3 separate regions of the Sus scrofa genome follow, and regions 1 and 2 are each linked to region 3. The links are chromatin contacts, called in public HiChIP or PLAC-seq and promoter capture Hi-C maps. All regions are on one chromosome and are shown on one strand. The core of a region is the stretch at or near the end of the contact, and the rest is flanking DNA. Distances in the headings are between cores, read along the strand shown.

What was found. Promoter capture Hi-C pulls out the DNA fragments that hold promoters and counts their contacts. HiChIP or PLAC-seq counts read pairs in DNA pulled down with a chosen protein or histone mark.
Region 1: a promoter capture Hi-C map of liver shows a contact between it and region 3, with 3 times the contacts expected there. The contact joins the promoter of RAB12 here to the promoter of ANKRD12 in region 3. A contact is called at or near these places in 1 of 5 promoter capture datasets (liver), 1 of 47 Hi-C or Micro-C datasets (skeletal muscle) and 2 of 2 datasets of contacts at active chromatin or transcription factors (alveolar macrophages and skeletal muscle).
Region 2: an H3K27ac HiChIP or PLAC-seq map of alveolar macrophages shows a contact between it and region 3. The contact joins the promoter of RAB31 here to the promoter of ANKRD12 in region 3. A contact is called at or near these places in 1 of 47 Hi-C or Micro-C datasets (embryonic fibroblasts) and 2 of 2 datasets of contacts at active chromatin or transcription factors (alveolar macrophages and skeletal muscle).

What each region holds. Positions count from the first base shown.
Region 1 is chr6:99,243,333-99,246,032 of Sscrofa11.1, reverse strand. It overlaps RAB12 (ras-related protein Rab-12), which reads left to right and starts at 1,406. Exons shown (of 6, transcript XM_021096067.1): 1 at 1,406-1,656. The coding sequence starts at 1,431.
Region 2 is chr6:98,384,497-98,387,196 of Sscrofa11.1, reverse strand. RAB31 (ras-related protein Rab-31) reads left to right here and starts at 1,340. Exons shown (of 7, transcript XM_021096057.1): 1 at 1,340-1,540. The coding sequence starts at 1,502.
Region 3 is chr6:98,813,297-98,815,996 of Sscrofa11.1, reverse strand. ANKRD12 (ankyrin repeat domain-containing protein 12) reads left to right here and starts at 1,270. Exons shown (of 12, transcript XM_021096065.1): 1 at 1,270-1,602.

The DNA of each region.
Region 1 (2,700 bases), core at 157-2,656, 430 kb before region 3:
GCAAAGAGGATCACTCTCATTCCTACAGAAGAGAAGAGAAATCTACATCTCCCAGAGATGCTCCCGGATTGTAAGTGATGGAGCCGTACTTAAATTAATACAGGTCTGATCTTTTAAACAGCCTAAGAGCCACTGAAAAGACTGCTGCTACTGTGATTGCTTTTGGAGAGCTAAGAATTCTCTTACAAATGTAAACTTCCAGTTTACTTTGTGGGCAATGCTAGAGAGTTTTATAAATCAGGTTTGTAGAGTAATATCCACCCGACTAGGCAGTACTGAACCCAGTTCTAAATAAAGCTGAAATTTGGTGGGTTGTGTGATCATTCTGGGCGTAGGTGCCAGCTCCTATCATATTTAGAACCCTGTGTTCTGAGGTGCTCAAGTTCACGCTGAGGAATTTGCTAAACAAATCCCTGGCAAGGAATCAGAGCACTGATTTCTCTGTATCCTTAAAACCTTTCCAATAGAAACGACAAAACATACTACCCAAGTCCATATTTCCTAAACTTTCAGAGCATCAATCTTGGAGTTTCTTCCTACTGTTTGAATCTGAACTCACTTGCTCCCCGAAAGGTGCAGGCTATTTATTTATTTTAAAAGTTAAAAGGAATAAAAACGTCTGCACTTTGAATTAGGACGCAATCAGAGCTAAGAATAACTGTTTTGTGTGTTTCTTATGGAAAAGGCAGGACGTGATCAGGCTCCCTCCCAAGCGGGGTAGGTGGGGTCTGGGCGAGTCTGCATGGGGCCCCTGGGGGCAGGTGTCTAGGCTGAGGCCGGCCGGGAATTTCAGCATTTGGCGACAGTGCCAGTTTGCCACAGTGATTTGGGACAGTATTTTAGAAGGTTTGGGGGGAGACGGCTCAGACACTTGCCTGGTATTTGGGGACTGTACTCAATGACAGCAGGGTCAGGAGGGAAAAAAAGAAAGCGGGAATGGGGATGGAGGAGAAGGGGAAGATACAGGCCTCAGAAAGAAAGGAGAGTGAAGAGAAGGCAGTGGAGTCAGAGCAGAGGGTGCCAGAACGCAGTGAGTGGGGAGGGGCGGGCAGGCGACGCGAGGGGCGGGCGGTCCTCCGGTCGGCAGGGGGCGCGCGCGACCTCCCCGCGTCCCGCCCCGCCCCCCGCCCGTCGCGCCTGCGCCGTCGCGCCGCCTCGCCCGGGATGCTGCTGCCGCTGTTGCGGAGTAGCTGCTTCCCTTCCTCCTCCCCCGGCGGTAGCGGCGGCGGCGGCAGCGGCGCGGAGCGGACGCGGGCGCCGGGGGCCGGCCGGCGGCACAGCTGCAGCGCGGAGACTGCGGGCCGCCGGGGCCGCTCGAGCGCGCGCTCGCCCAGCCCGGGGCCGATCCGGGGCGCGCGGCGGAGGCCGAAGGGGCGCGGGGGCCCGGGGCGCGCGGCTGGCGGCGGGCCGCGCGGGGGCCGCATGCGTGCATGGATCCGGGCGCCGCGCTGCAGAGGCGGCCCGCGGGCGGCGGCGGCCTGGGCACGGGCTCCCCCGCGCTGTCGGGCGGCCAGGCCCGCCGGCGGAAGCAGCCCCCTCGGCCGGCCGACTTCAAGCTGCAGGTCATCATCATCGGCTCCCGCGGCGTGGGCAAGACCAGCCTGATGGAGCGCTTCACGGACGACACCTTCTGCGAGGCCTGCAAGTCCACCGTGGGTAAGGCTGCCGCCGGCCGGGCCGTGCGTGCGGAGACTGTCGGGGGGAGCCCCTCTGCCCCTGCCCGAGGCCTGGTGGAAACCCCTGGGCCCCCTCGCGGACTTATCCTGGGCATCCGCGCTACGCCGTCACAAGGCTGGGCGATGCGCGGGGCAGGTCCAGCCCGGAGACAGTGTGAGCATCTCTCCGCAGAAACCCGGCCCCACCTCCTCACGGGAAAGAGGTGGTGCCAAGTGGGGGGCGGGCAGTGTGGTGAACTCAGGCTGTGCGCCGGCTAGATGGCCAGAGTGGGTCATCTGTGGGCAGTTTGGATGTCTTCGCTTTGCCTTACAAGGGGGAGTGTTTTCCGTTTATTTTCTAATTTTGAACTCACTTTTAGGTTGCGCTGAAATAATGAAGTTTTAAATTCCCCGTGGAGGATCTCTGGGGAATATTCAGACTAACACCACATCAAGTTTCTTCTTTTATCTGTAAATGCGGGGCAAAGGGACTTCACCTGTGTTTGTCCGTGACCTCAAATAGCCCAGGGGCTCCCATAGTAAGGAGGCGGCCTCGGGCACCACCAGGTGGGTGAAGTACAGGGGTAACTACAGGACGGGCCGGTCAGGAAGTATAACGTCCTCAGGATGTAAAATTGAAACTGCAGGGAAGTTTTCTGATGAAGTCAGGCGCACACGCCTTGGCTTGAGGCCAGTCAAGTCAGTGGGTAACAGTGGTTTCTATGGAAAACCCCTTAGAAGGGATCAGAGGCAGGGGGATCCCAAAGATAAGATAGTTCTTCAAAATGAAGTGCAGTCATCTCCAGTAACAGGCAGGTGTGTTTAGTCATGGGCAGGACGTCCCGTCCCAGGGGAGGTCTAAGAAACAGTGACTAAATAGTATGTAAATATGAAATTCAGAATTTAAAAATCTCTTTCCAGGGAATTCCCGTCGTGGCTCAGGGGTAATAAACCCCACTGGTATCCATGAGGATACTATCCTTGAGGTTTGATCCCTGGCCTTGCTCAGTGGGTTAAGGATCTGGTGTTGCGATGAGCTGCAGTG
Region 2 (2,700 bases), core at 91-2,590, 430 kb after region 3:
TAGCAGACCTGGGGACAGTGAGGTCCTGTGACCAGGCTGGGAGATTCTGGAGAGGCCTCTTTTCCTCCTTCCCACACAGAAGACCAGCCTTGCTGTTGATACTAAATAAAAGACAGGTACCAATACAAGCATCTCCATGTTGCACAGGACCTGCATGCATGTCCGTCCAGCTACGTTTTGAACAATTTAGTCCAAATTTGTGTAATCCTCCGCAGCCCGCTCAAGCCAGGAGAAGCCCCCACTGCCCTGGGAGATTAATGGCCATTTTCCAGGTTTTTTTGTTTGTTTGTTTGTTTGTTTTTTGAGGAGGAGGGGGGCCCGGCATTTTGACCCCAGCCTTTTAGGAGGTACCCATTGTGTGGGGCTACCTGGGTGCCGGGGAGCTTCAGCATGGCTTCAGGAGGAATAAAGCCAGAAAAACCAAGGTGGGTAGTCTGCTGGGGGGACAGAAATGTCTTTGATCAAAATTGGCACGTTAGGACAGAGCCCTGAGAGTTCAGTCAGGGGATGAAGTTTAAAGAACAACGTTCTTTCCAAACTGAAATGCCAGGCATAACTCAGGTACATATGTCCAAAAAGCTGACGTTTCCATGGCAGCAACACAAGAGGTGGCCTGGGTGGATGAGGTGCCTGCCCCACTGTGGAGAAGAGAGGGCAGTTCCCAGAGGCCTCTTGACAGTCTCAAGCCTGAGCCTCTTTGTTTCCCAGTCAAGGAAGGATGCAGAACGCTGGCCGCCAGCTACCTATTTCTAGCTGGTATTCTGAGGGCCAGGCGTCTGTCCAGACAAGTTGTAGCATTTTCTGCCCTGGGCAAGGCAGCTTCCTCACTAGAATGTTTCCCTTTTCAGATGCCGACACGCCTGTTTTGGAGGGAGACACAAGGCCATCGCTTCTAGACCCATTTTCCATTACATATAGGAGACCGAGCTCTGGGCTGAGAGTGACGAGCTGTATGGGGGTGAACTGAAGCCTGCCCACCCTCATAGTATTAGGGGATGGGCTGCAGGGTCAGACCCTCAGATCCTCCTTCCCATCCTCACAACTTCTGTCAAGTGCCATCTAATGACGGGGGTGCACACAGCCTTCCAAGTGCTCCCTGTAGATGACCACGGCGCACAGCATCTCCGGTGACGCCGCCAGTCGTGGGGGCCAGTCCCCAGGGGAACTGACGGGTCCTCCTTCGGCCCCATAGGCTCTGCAGAGCGGGCTCCGAGGCCGGGCTGGTTGAGGGGAGGAGGCCCCGTCCCGGAGGCGGCCCTAGGGGCTGACGCCGTCGGGGGCGTTCCTGGGAGCCAGCCGGCGAGGTTAGCCTCGCAGCCCCGGGAGGAGCCGGCGGCGGCCACGTGACCCACCGCGGCGCGCCCGGCAGCCCAGAAATAGCAGCGGCGGATCCGCCCGCGGGCTGCGCAGGGGGGAAGGCGGGGACCGGAGGACGCCGGCTGGCGGGGCGCGGCGCGGCCCCGGACGATGCTGAGCTCCTGCCCGGCCCGGCCCAGAGCTCATGATGGCCATCCGGGAGCTCAAAGTGTGTCTCCTCGGGGTGAGTCCTACGCCGCCGCCGCTGGGGACCCTGGTCCGTGCGTCCCCCTCCTCCCCGCGCCCCGTCGTCTCCGCGCCCTGCTGGTCCCTGCTCCCCCTTGTCTCCTGCTCCCCCTTTGTCCCCACCTTCCCCTGCGCTCCCTGGTCCGTGCGCCCCCAGTGTCGCAGGCACCCCCTGGTCCGCGCGCCCCTCTTTCCCGGGGCCCGCTCCCAGTCCCGGCTCTGCTGGATTAGGGTCCGAGCCTACTCGGGAGCTTTCTCTATTCGGTCCACCGCCGCTGGCCCGCGCTCCGGGGGCCGCTCGGGCCTCGCCAATCTCGGGCTGGGCCGGGAGCCCGGGACCCCTCCGCCGGACTGGAGCCGCGGCCCCCGCCTCCGGGAGCTTTCTCCTTCGCCTTTAATAATTTCCTTCCTGCGGAAACTTTAAGTTAGCTAAGGTGCCGAGTCCTTTTGCGTCCCGTGGGCAATTGGTTTATTTACTTTTTTTTTTTTTTTTTTTTTTTTTTGAAAGCTCAGCTCAGGGTGAGAAAACGCGAGGGGATGACCCGGTGGCGGGAAGGTGAAGAGAGAACGTACCATAGAAAACGCGCGCCTAGAAAACTTTCGAGCTAAGGGTAAAGGCAGGATGAGAAAGTCCTCCTCTGACCCCACGTCCCTCCCAAAGTGGGTCACTCTGAGCCTGAAGAAACGTGGAGGAAGCCAGAAACAAAGACAGAAACAAACACCCAAGGGATGAGGAGCTGTCAGATGGCACAGGGCAGCCCCTTGGGGGATTCAGATGGTGTTGAGGGGCACTTCCTTTTGGGTGCCCACATCAAATTACAGGATTACTTCTTTGGAAGGAGCTGGTTTTAAGCCCTGTTTTCAGCAGTTTTTGGCATTGATGCCTAGTGTTCAGCCCTTGGCAAATCTGGTCTCTCAAGTAAACCATTTCCAAAAAAAGCAGCAAAGGTTGGACCCGTTCTGTTTTTCTCAAAGCGGTGCTCACTGGTCTGTCAAGGAAGACGTCCAGAAGCAGATAAAGAAGAAATGGTTCTAGGTTAGGATGGAATTGTCCCAGGCCCTGGGGCTGTCTGGATACCCTCTAGGCTCTTCTGGAACCTGGGGCAGGACACTGCTCTTGGCTGTCTCCCCTCACTGGCCTTTGCTAGAACTCTGGTG
Region 3 (2,700 bases), core at 21-2,520:
AAGGAATCAACGATTTGAAGAGAAGTCAGAAAAGAGTTGGTTACTTGTATGTTTCTTTCCTTTGTATTTCAAGCCATAAATATCCAAATTAAATGTAACAGTGTTCCACTTCTAGCCACAAGGTGCTCTCTTACTAGTCATACTGAACCTGAATGTGGGAGAAATGAGGAACCTAGGAAAGGAAAAAATAATGATCTTTAATGCAAGTTTGTGCTTTATATAGTTATATGTTTGGATTCAGCTTCCTCCTGTCAAGTATGAAATACATCATATGCTGACTTAATGACATAAATTTGTAAATGCACTCATTAAGTCACAAAGGCAGCTGTAGTTTTAAAGGCCACAACCATAGGGAGAAGATGGTTTCCCTCCAATTACACAACCCTTTTGGTCGTTAAAGGCATGCGCAAATTCTCGCGGATTAACCTCGATGTAAATAAAAAACGTCCTGAAGAAACTCAGACTGAAATGGTTTCCCTCCGATTATGTAATCCCTTTGGTGGTTAAATAAGGGCATGTACAAATTGTCGCGGGTTGACCTCCCGAGGAAGTCAGGGTGCCGAGGCGGCGAGTTCTCCCCACGCGCTCTTCTACAGCCGGGCAGTTCCCGTGGGTGGCCTCTCGGAAAGGATAAATGCACTTAAACTCGTCTGATAAGGTCATCCGAAAGTGTCGATGGGGAGGGGCGTACTGCAAAGCCTATGCCATCCCCACAGGAGATGCACGCTGCCGCGCTTGCAGGACGCGCGCCCAGGGCCCCGCTTGGAGCAGGTGAGGGGTGCGGCTGGGGCCCGAGGGGTCCCTGCTCCCACAGGTGCGGCCGGCTGGCGCGCAGGCGCACTACGCCCGCCTGGCCGGACACCCGCCTCCGCCTCCAGCCGGCCCGCTGCTCGCTAACTCGGCTTCCCGCCCCGCAAAAATAACGTGTGAATACCCTCTGTGGACAGAGCCTCTTCTTCCTCGCCGCTGCCTCCGCCGCCATTTCCAGAAGTGGCCAGTCACAGCCACGGCCATGATCGCCGCTGGGCGCGACCTCCGCCCGCGCCGCTCCCCGCAGGGGTCCCTCCCTTCTGGGGCAGAAGACAGCGGCGCGCGGGGTTCCGGCCCGCACCCCCGCGTCCATTTGGTACGCCCCGCTCCCCGCCCCCGGCTCGGGAAGCTTCTCGCGGCGCCGCCACAGCGGCGGGCCCGGGGAGGGGGGTGGCGAGCGGAAGGGGCGGTGGGCGGGGGCGGGGCGGTCACGCCGCCCATCCCGTGCCCGCCGTGTCACGTGCCCGTGCCGCGGCCAATCGCCGGGCGGCGCTGTGCGGGGAGCGAGCAGGCTGTGGTGAGGGACGGCGGAGACCGGAGATGTTTTCGAGCCCGGCCTCGGCGGCGTTCGTGGCGGTTACGGCGACAGCGAAGACCACGACAGAGACGGCCGCGCCGAGGCCCTCGTACAGGGGGTAAACCCTCCTGCGCCGGCCGTGCCTTGGGTCCGTGAGGGCGAGGGGGGCGTGGCGACAGGCGAGGAGGAAGGAGGGGCGCGGTTTCGAGCCCCGGCCCCGGCGCCCGGGAGGAGCCCCCCAGTCGCGCCCGCTCCCGTCCCCTCGGCAGAGCGAGGTAGGTACGTGCCCGCCGCCCCGCCCACGCTAGCGGGACGGGGGCCGTAGTCGCTGCAGGCGGGAGCTGCTCGGGCGGGGGGGCGGGGGCCCGGGCGGACGGACGCCGCGCCGCTCCCGGAACATGGCGGGGCCGCGGAGCGTGTGCGTGCGAGGGTGCGCGGCGGGAGGGGGCGGGGCTGGGCGGGGCGGGGGGCGCGCCGGCCGGGGCCCTGCCGCCGGGTGCGCGGCGGGGTCGTGTCCGGGCGCGGCTTGGCGGGCGCGCGGGGCCGGGGCTTCTGGAGCTCGGCTGGGCTAACTCGGTGCGACGCCTGCTCCAGGATCCCCAAGCGTTGAGTAAACGCTGGTACAAAGAGGCCGCCGAAGCCTGGCTGACAGCTGTTTTAATAATAACAGGGAGGGACAGTTTAGCACGGGAAGTTGACACTCGCACCGGTCGAAACCGTAGGAAACCTTTCTAGCAGCGTACCCATCAAGATCGGTTTCCACTAGACTCCCGCGCCTACCTTGCCAACGCGGGGAAATGGGTTGGGGTCCAGGCATCTGGAACGCCTTGGAACCGCCTCTAATCTTCAAGTAGAAGTGGACCAGTGTTATTTTAAGACGGTTTATGTAAATTATAAAAGAAGGCGAACTGGTAAAATAACTACTTTAACATAAATTGACTGCTGATTAAAAACATATGCTTCTTTAGGCCCTTAAAAATCTTGAGCTCTGATCTGTTTCAGTTTCTTCAGTCGTTATACAAAGGGTTTCCTGGAGATTAGCTCAGAACTGGCAGAACATACGCTACATTGATGCCAAGTGGCTTAAAAAACAAAATGAGATAGTGTCGACTGTGTAAGATCAAGTCGTTGTATTAACTAGTCTTGTTGGGAAAAGTCTTTAATTTGGGCTAAACGCAAATACATGTAAAAATGTTCCGTAGGCAAGAGGGGACGGTTTTACTACTTAAAGATCATTTATAGTTGACACAAGCACTGACTCAATTTCTAAAGGTCCGCAGACGGTTGACTAAGTAAGGTCAAGCTTAACTATTCAGGGTGTGTGTTCTGTTTTAGAGATAGGAAGAGTGTTAAAGTGAAGTAAAAAATGTTAA